2 separate regions of the Hordeum vulgare genome follow, and region 1 is linked to region 2. The links are chromatin contacts, called in public Hi-C maps. All regions are on one chromosome and are shown on one strand. Each heading gives the region's core, a stretch centred on a gene start, on an enhancer-like site or on the middle of the called end of the contact. The rest is flanking DNA. Distances are from core to core; before and after follow the strand shown.

Region 1 (4,463 bases), core at 1,290-3,789, 280 kb before region 2:
TGCAAGAGCAACATGTGTTCACTTTAGATTAAAATGAATAATTGAAAGACCTGTTTTCTTACACAATTGTTTACTTTGTGCAGGGTAATCACTGGAAACAATTTAGTGGTTTGATGAATGGTTGCTCTTATTTTTCATTTCATCTTCTTTTTTTCTCTGTAATTGGTTTATAAAGGGAATAATTTATGTGACAGCATGTCGAATCTTGGTTTATAGAAAGTTGTTGGTTTTAAATAACTTTGAATTATTTGGTCCCATCTGACGCAGCTCCTTGGCCTAGTTAACTTTGCGTGTTCCTTTAGTCGCAGCTAGCATTTTTTTTTGTGTAATATATTTTCTGCTCATCTAACTCGTAAGCCGCTTTTGATACTGGAGATCAGGGAGGCTATATATTATTTGGTACATATTTAGTTTTTAGTTTAGAGGATTTATTAAGAATTGCATCTGAGATCTTGTCTTGAATATAAATGGCTGTAAAGCCTGTAAATTGCCTTCCTGAGCGAACCTAAAAAATATACTCCCTTCGTCCGGAATTATTTGTCGTAAAAAATGAAAAAAATGGATGTCAACTAATATATACGTCATTTCTCCTACAAGTATTTCTGGACAGAAGCGTATACATTTTTGTCCATGTAGCCAAACCTGTCTTAGATATGTTGCTAGTCACTTCTGACAAGCAATGCCTGGTTTAAGCTATCAACTCCAGTAGCAGTAGTACTACAAGTAGCATTTTCACAGTCCTCTTCTCCTCGCGCAACCAGAGCTGCCTTCTGCGCGCGCTGTCTGTCTGCTGGATACGTGCAGTAGAGCAAGGAGTAGATGCTGCAGCAGACGGCCATCGGCACGGCCATCTCCGCGAAGACTGCCTTCGCCAGCGCGGCGGCGTTCTCCCGTTCGGTCTTCCCGGTGGCGCCGGACGCCGGCTTGTATCCGAAAACCCGCTCCGCCAGGATGCCCACCACGGCTGGCGCAAACGACGCGAAGATCGTCTCGAAGAACCTGTCCAGCGCGTACACCGTCGTCCTCGCCTTCTCCGGCACGATCTCTGCCAATATAGGGCTGCAAAGGGACGTCAGTCGGTAAGCAGCAGTGCATGCAAGCACAGAAATTATGAACGGTCGTGCACCACCATCATCACTCACTTGTTGGTGGCCGGTGGGCACCAGGGCATGACGAAGCCCAGGACGGCGAAGGCGGTGGCGTACGCGGCCCCGGCCGAGGGGTCGATGGGCAGCGCGAGCAGCAGGACGGCGGCGACCGGGACGGTCGACGCCGTGCTCACCTGCGCCAGCGCGACCCTGCCGGCGTTCGGGAACCGCCGCGCCATGGGGTCGCCGACGAACCCGGCGAACAGCGAGCCGAGCGCCCCGGCCAGCTGGTTGAGGTTGATGATGGCGCTGGTCTCCCAGTGCGTGAACCCCACGAGCTCCAGCCACATGGCGGCGAAGGTGAGCGCCGTCCACGGCACCGACCCGGCCACCCCCTGCGCCACCAGGATCTGGAACGTCGGCACCCGCACCACGTCCTTGGCCTCCATGATGAGTTCCCTAGCCACAGAGACCGTGCTCTTCTCGGACGTGCTGGGCGGACGCGGGTCCGAGGCGAGGAACCACGTCGAGACGGCGAGCGCGACACTGAGGAGCGCGAGTATGTGGAATGCCAGGCGCCAGCCGGGGACGCCGAGGAAGGTGGTGGGCGCGAGCAGCACGCCGAGCGTGCCCCCCGCCATGGCGCCCAGCCGGCTCGCCATCCCTAACCACCCAAACACCGAGCCGCGCGTCGTGTCGTCGCTGTAGTCGGCCGCCAGGGAGGACAACGCCGGCAACACCAGCGCCAGGCCAACGCCGTTAAACCCTCTCGCGATCCCCATCTGTCAAAAGCAAGGAGCAGTGCGTCCCAATTTTTAGCTCTAGTTGGCACCGTCACAAGTATGGATTCAAGTAGTAGCAAGCATGCTGACGGCTGACCTGGAGAAAAGTGCCCGAGGCGCCGACGAGCATGGTGGCGACGGCCCAGAGGAAGGCCCCCGCGGCCACGACGCGCGCGCGGTCGTGGCGCGCCGCGGCGCACGCCGCCAGCGGGTAGCACACGGCCTGGACGAGCGCGCGGCACAGCGCGAGGGAGCCCAGCGCGGCCGGGGACGCGCCCAGCTCGGCGCCCACCTCCCTGTACACGGCCGGCAGCAGCGCCTCGTCCGCGCGCTCCAGCAGCGACGCCGCCGTCACCAGCGCCAGCGTCCATTGCCTCCGCCGCCGCTGCACCGACGTGTCGGTGCTCGTGCTCACCACCATTCCTCACTTGGATCCTCTTCGCCTTGGCCGCTCCGGGAGTTCACAAGGAAAAGCCCCATAAATAAGGATCGCCCTCCAGTGAGTCTCGACGGAGATCAACAGAAAGTCGCCGATAATTTGATTTCGTTGATCGGTGGCGCCGCATGTTCCATTGGTTCGGTGCACTGCATCCGCACTCTTCTTGCATGGCATTGTACTAAATGTACATAACCGCACGTTTCTCTTCTTCTTCTGCTGCTAGTAGATGATTATTAAAGCATCTTCAACAGAAACCCACTTATACGCCTTAAAAAAATATACAACATTAAAATGATGTTTTTAACGCGTTGGACGACGTTTGCTCAAACAGACGCGTGATATCACAACGCTCAATCCAACGTCTCATTTGCAGCAGTTCAGAGTTTACAACACGCGTTAACGGGCGCATCAAATAAACAACACGCGATACCATTTTGCTCCACGCGTTGGATTGAGTATACCGCGCGTGTGATTTTTACGTGGCTGCTGGAGCGTCTAAATCGAGTCCGCACACGTTAAAACCAGCTCCTTTACAGCGCGCTGCTTGTATAGAGCGTCTGCTAAAGATGTTCTTACATGCTTCCTCCATAAAAAATTATAAAAATATTTAAATCAATATTATAATGATCTAAATACTTTATATTTCTTATATAAAAATGTTTAAATCAATATGTTAATGACCTAAAAGTTTTTATATTTCATTACAGAGGGAGCAGCTACGAACGCGCGAGGTGTGTTCAACGTTAGTTTGACAAGCCAGGCATGTCCGACAGCGACGGATCACCGACCCTCACTCGACACCGAGCGGCGGCCCAAAACAGATTGCACAGCATCCCTCACGTTGACGTACGCAAGCATATACGTATTTGGTAGGATAAATTAGATCGAGAATCATCTGCAAGTGGCCTCGTTTAAAAGGGAATGCGCTGGAGTATACGTATATATTGTTTAAACGGCAATTCGTGATGCGTTGAACTACTCTCGTCTCGTGTTCCACGCGATGAAATCTTCACTACTGTAGCAGCGTCACTTCTTTGATTGCCAGGGCTAGTGGAATCGTATAGAATTTTTCTGAGCTAATTCTTCAGATTCAGAATACCTGCTTGTGAGGTGGTGATAACTTGGACGGCATTTTTGAACTAGAGGCTTGCGGATGGGCTCTCGCGATACGCGCGGCGACTCGTGGGTCTCTCGCCCCCTCCCTGCTGTCGACCTCCGCTACCGTTCGTTTGAGTCGATGCGGACACAAAAGGTAGTCTAACACGTCGACCCAAACGGACGCGCGTTCGGTTTTTGTCCGTGGATGATTCATTTCCGGTTCATTTTTGAGTCGGATTTGTGTTGACGCGGACACGCGATGGACACGCGCACGCTCGCCTTCTCCTTCCCCGGGTCCGTTGGTCGGTGGCACATTGGCATTCCCCCATCCAACCCTCGCCTGCCTCCTTCGTTGCCGCCGCCACCCATTTTTGCCGGCGATTCTGCCAGCTGCCGACGCCTCCACATCCGCCCAGCAACACCGCCCGCTCCCACGTCGCCCGCCGCCGCCGTCTTGCCGTCGGGGAGCCGACTGCTTCCCACCCCCGCGCCCCCACCACACAGCCCGCCCCGACCAAAGAAGCCGCCTTGCTGCCCGGCGAGATCCTCACCGGCACGCTTGTCGGACGCCGACCCACTCGTCGAACGCCAGCAGGGCAGCTAGCTGGTTCGTGCGCGCCGCGACTCCCTTTGCCGGCCGTCTCCTTCGTCGACGCCCACAAGTTGTTCGATAGTTTGCCAAGGTACAAAATGGATTCCGTCGACGAGTTCTTTTTTCACAATTTCCTTTGCGACTCCGACGATTCGTCGTTCGATGACGAGGAGGAGATATTGGCTGCCGTGTTGGTTCATCACCACCTCAATAGCCAACGGCCGTTGTTCGGTGGCTCCATTCCAGGCCACCTTCCGGCATTGAATCGCAACCGAGAGAGCGGGCATTTCCTTCTTTGGAAGGACTACTTTGATACAACAAACCCGTTGTTCAAACATAAAAAATTCCGTCGCCGTTTCCGTACGAGTAGGCATCTTTTCAACCGTATTAGTGAGGGGGTGGTCGACTATGATGATTATTTCGAGTGCAAAGAGGATGCCGTTGGCAAGATAGGTTTTTCCTCT
Region 2 (4,998 bases), core at 1,601-4,100:
CGAACACCACCACAGCAGCAGGGGGTTCGGGGCTTGTAGACGGCGATGCAGAACGACGCTCGTCGACGAGAGCCACGAGCAAGTGCTGCAAAGAAGCGGCTTGTCCACGATAGGTGGGATGCAACATAAAAACTTGTCCACAGCCGTTGCGCTGCATTACAACCTCGACTGCGTTGCAATGCAGCCTCGTGCTCTCACGAGGAGCGCTCGTCGACGGCGGGGAAGCTGTAACAGAGCGTTTGTCGCCTACGGAGGAGCAGCAGTGGAGCACTCGTCGCTGGCAGTGGAGCTGCAATGGAGCGTTCATCGCCCGCGGCGGAGCATCAATGGAGCGCTCGTCGTCGGCAGCGCAACTGAAATGGGGTGCTCGACGTCCACGAAGGAGCTGTAACGGAGCGCTCGTTGCCAACGGAGGAGCAACAATGGAGCACTCATCGCTGGCAATGGAGCTGCAATGGAGCGTTCGTCGTCCACGGAGAAGCAACAATGGAGCGCTTGTCGCCCATGGAGGAGCTACAATGGAGCGCTCGTCGTCCGCGAAGGAGCAGCAATGGAGCGCTCGTCGCCCATAGAGGAGCTGCAATGGAGCGCTCGTTGCCGGCGGCAGAGCTGCAATGGGGCTCTCTGATGCAGCACTCATATGAGGCGTCCCGGTGCTGCATCGACGACGTCGTTACCACGACCGGCGGCGATGGTGCAGAAGCGAGCTCCCATGCCCGGTGGCGGTGTACTGCAGGGGTGGTGCTGCCGCGAGCGCGATGCAAGGTGAGGAACAACAATGGGCTGAGCCTGGTGCTGCCAGCGAGCGCGACAAGGTGGCTGTGAACGAATTGTTGTGTTGGCTGCAAGGCAAGGAAGACGAGGCCACATCGACGTTGTATTGCGTGAGAACGATGTGTCTAACTTAACTTAATCCAACGTTTGTGGGGCATTCGATCGGATGATTGGGGACCCGACTGATTTCCCTACGTCGGATGATTGGTAGCAGACCCCTAAAAAAACCCTCCTCCCATTCAAAGTCGTCTTCAAGTACCTTTTGATTCTTTATCGAGGGTTCTATGATAGAGGGGGGGGGGGGGGGGGGGGGGCGATGAAGGGGGGGGGGGGGATGAGTATTAGACGCTCGGTGAGCCGATTGATTTTTCTGCGAGAATCAGTCTTTCTCTTTTTTGAGTTGAGGAGGTGTTTGTTTACAGTGACTTTGGTGTAGGGACTAAAAGTAGTCTCATCTAAACCAAACATGAAGGATTTTTAGGGACTAAAAGTGGACATTTGGGACTAAATAAAGAAGTCCCAAAGGAAGAGTCTTTTTAAGACTCTTTTCAACAGTGTCCCTCCTTTTAGAATGTCATTTAATAACCTCTAGCATACCTGGCCAAACGGGCCGGGCTAAACAGGCCAGCCCGCGAGCCCGCCGACATGGCCCGCCATGGGCCACGCACAACACGATTTGAACGGGTCATGCCTGGGCCTGGAGGCTGGGCACGACACGATCCTTTTTTATACATATTTTTAGATATTTTTAATATATATATATATACATATATATACATAATATATGTTCCAATAAGCCTAACAATAAGCCCATGAGGCTAAAATTATGCAGCCCAGCGTGCTAATCGGACCAACAAGCCGGCTCGTTTAGTAACGGGGCCGTGCCTGGGTTTGGAGGCACAACCCACTGGCTGGCACGTCACGACCCGATTAATAAACGTGCATCGGCGGGCCTTGTCGGACCAGACACGTTTAGCACGGGGCGTGCCGTGCCGGGCCAGCGTTTGGCCAGGTATGACCTCTAGTCCATTTATAGGGGGAACATGGTCTTTTAATATATTATTTAATAACCTGAAGTTTATATTTAATCCCTGGAACCAAACAGATAGTGACTAGAATTTATTTAGTTATGATTAAAAAAACCTATGACTTTTTAAAACAAACATGACCTGAATCTGTCGTAATCATTCGGTTGACGCCTAGTTTCCTGCAAATGTTATTCGGCCGGTCCAAGCCTCTATGTCGAACAGGCCCATCTAACGTTGGACTAGACTGGACTGAACGAGCTCCTGGTCCTTGCGTGTGGAAACGAGTTTGACAGTGTAATTCCAGTCCAGTCTAACTCCAAGCCCAAGGACAGCAATGACGTCGGCGACTTGCCCCTGCATGACCGCGACACCCGTACTTGCCATCTGGCCCGTCGTTCCAGGGCCACATATCAGTCTCTCCGTGTGAATTCCTCCTTCGTCCTTTTCTTTAAGAGTTGTTCGAACGGAGCGCTGCTTCCCAGCTCCCACCGGCCCCGCCCATGCCATCGAGCGGGACGCGACGCAACCAAACTGGCTCCTCCGCCCCACAGCAAAAAAGAAGAAGCGCAAAATGCGGAAAACTCTCGCCGCACATGAAATCGTCACGCCTTACGCGTAACTCTCGCACGCCGACACGTGGGTCCCGACGCACTCAGGCCCACAAGTCATCGTCGAATAAAAACACGAGGGCGCAGCTGTAAGTCGAAAACACGTACGTGCTTTTCTTTTCTGCGTTATTTTTTTATTCTAAAGCAATTTCCGGGCACGCGCCTTGCGTGGTCTGACGCACGCACAAATATCACCTACCCTACCACACATTTTTTTTTTCCTCTCGTTTTGAACTCCATAGATTTCTTCCTTTCTTTCTTAATCCTGAAGGAAGGCAGCCCAAGCACAGGCAGGAACAAGTCGCAGCCCCCCAAATCCGACCCAACGCGCACAAAAATTCAACCAAAATCATCCGAAATCCCCACTCCGATAGGCCTCCCTCCTCCCGTCTCGCCTCACGTCGCCGCCTCAATCTCCAAGGAAGCTAGGGTTTCCGCCATGGGCTCAAGCAAAGGCTCGCCCCCGCCCTCCGCCGCGGGCCCCTCTTCGGCCGGGGCCGCGCCGGCGCCGGTGGGGGCGGTGCCGAAGCCGCCGGAGGTGGCGCCGTTCCTCACCAAGGTCTACGACATGGTCTCGGACGCGGCCACCGACAGGGTCATGTCGTGGTCCGACGCCGGCAACAGCTTCGTGATCTGGGACGCGCACGCCTTCGAGCGCGACCTGCTCCGCCACCACTTCAAGCACAACAACTTCAGCAGCTTCATACGCCAGCTCAACACCTATGTGAGATCCCCTCGCTCGCCCTCCTCGCCCCTTTCCGATGATTTTGAGTTGAATTGGGTGCTATTGCTATCGCGGAGCATGTTTCCTTTATTGTAAATATATACTCCCTCCGTTCCTAAATATAAGTCTTTTTAGACATTTCAATAGAAAACTACATACGGATGTATATAGACATATTTTAATGTGTAGGTTCACTCATTTTATTACGTATGTAGTCCCCTGTTGAAATGTCTAAAAAGACTTATATTTAGGAACGGAGGGAGTATATTCGTAATGTGCTGTTGCGGCTAGCTGAGGATTTTGTCAGCAGTTGACTCTCTGGGGTAGCTTCCGATGTAAATTGGACAAACCTGTTTGAACGCGTCATCATTTTCTCTCGATGCCTGTTTGTTACAGGCTGTTCCTATGTTCAATTTCGTGCTTGTTGTGACAATACATTTTGAATTGGAGTAATATGGGGACTTAACGATCCGGGCTAAAACAGCTGTGCCAAATCTGTCCATGCTTTGGTATTCACTAGTCAAAATGCTTTTAGCAGCCTTCTTTATATATATGAAATACAGTTGTGCTTGTGACCAATGGAATTTTGTGGATCTGATCAAAATAACTATCTGCTGAACCTGCCTCTAGTGCTATTGGTATGGAATGCATGCTGTCGAAACTCCTTTCTGTATTTTGGATTCTATATATTTGGCATCTACGGAACTTTATTTATATAGTATTATAAGAGAAAGAAGCTACTTCATGTAGTGTCTTCGCTTCATGCTTAACGTAAATAGTATCCTGACTGTGGTGTTTCTGAATGAAATCAAATAAATGTTTGGTTTGCATTGACATAATATCATTGGCTGACAGCTAATCTTCTGTGTGAGCATTTCTTTTATGCTGATTGGAACTTTGTTTTACATACCCAAAGGTATTTGATGAATGATGTTGTGCTTTTGAGGAGTGCCTATCAGTATCCAGTGGCTGGAGCCAGATTCTTGCAGCCAGGGATTCAATACTTACCAGCTTTTCCTTCCAATTTTTATACCGATTCTTTCATGTCCATTTGCTGAGTACAAGAGCAGACTGATTTTTTGTCACTGGATTGTATACCTGCTCTTAAAGATTTTGTATGGACCACATGAATTGCTGCTCTTGGCTCCATATATACTTTTGGTAAAACTTCCTCATGAAGCATGTACTCCCTCTGTACCTAAACAATTGTAGTTGGGGAAAACTAGTCTAGTTCTGCCCAACTACAATTATTTAGGTACAGAGGGAGTAACTTTCAACACTGCAATGAAATCAGTGGAAGCATCACATGATCTGCTATCTTCAGAAAACCTTGCATAAATAGCGCTGTTGTATGTTTTGGATGCACTCTATCTTCTCTATCTTCGGTTTTATGCATTTATTTGGTCAACTTATCCATGCTTCTTCTTGCTATCTAGGGATTTCGTAAAGTTGACCCTGATAGATGGGAGTGGGCCAATGAGGGGTTTCTTAGGGGCCAAAAGCATCTTCTGAAAATCATTAAGAGAAAGAAGAGACCTCAGGAAGCAAGTCGTGAGTTGGAGAAGGCACCTGTCAAAGCTTCACCTGGTACTGAAAATATTGAAATAGGAAGATATGGCGGGCTTGTAAAGGAGGTGGAAACCCTTAAGAGGGATAAAGCTCTTCTAATGCAGCAGCTTGTGGATCTCAGGCACTACCAGCAAAGCTCTAACCTTGAAGTCCAGAGTTTGATTCAACGCCTTCAACTAATGGAACAGAACCAGAAGCAGATGATGGCACTTCTAGCAATCGTTGTCCAGAACCCTAGTCTTCTCAACCAGCTTGTGCAGCAGCAGCAGCAGCAGCGCAGGAACAGCTGGCGTTA

The links. A called contact is a pair of places that touch in the nucleus more often than the background predicts.
Region 1: a Hi-C map of leaf shows a contact between it and region 2, with 3 times the contacts expected there. The contact joins the promoter of LOC123449268 here to the promoter of LOC123449265 in region 2. A contact is called at or near these places in 2 of 6 Hi-C or Micro-C datasets (leaf and seedling).

Annotation. Positions count from the first base shown.
Region 1 is chr4H:525,424,994-525,429,456 of MorexV3_pseudomolecules_assembly, reverse strand. It overlaps LOC123449268, which reads right to left and starts at 2,539. Exons shown (of 3, transcript XM_045126415.1): 1 at 1,968-2,539; 2 at 1,143-1,870; 3 at 131-1,059. The coding sequence starts at 2,291. The coding sequence ends at 660. It overlaps LOC123449267 (two-component response regulator ORR21-like), which reads left to right. Exons shown (of 6, transcript XM_045126414.1): 6 at 84-234.
Region 2 is chr4H:525,147,464-525,152,461 of MorexV3_pseudomolecules_assembly, reverse strand. It overlaps LOC123449265 (heat stress transcription factor A-9-like), which reads left to right and starts at 2,850. Exons shown (of 2, transcript XM_045126412.1): 1 at 2,850-3,134; 2 at 4,571-4,998. The coding sequence starts at 2,850. It also overlaps the pseudogene LOC123450689.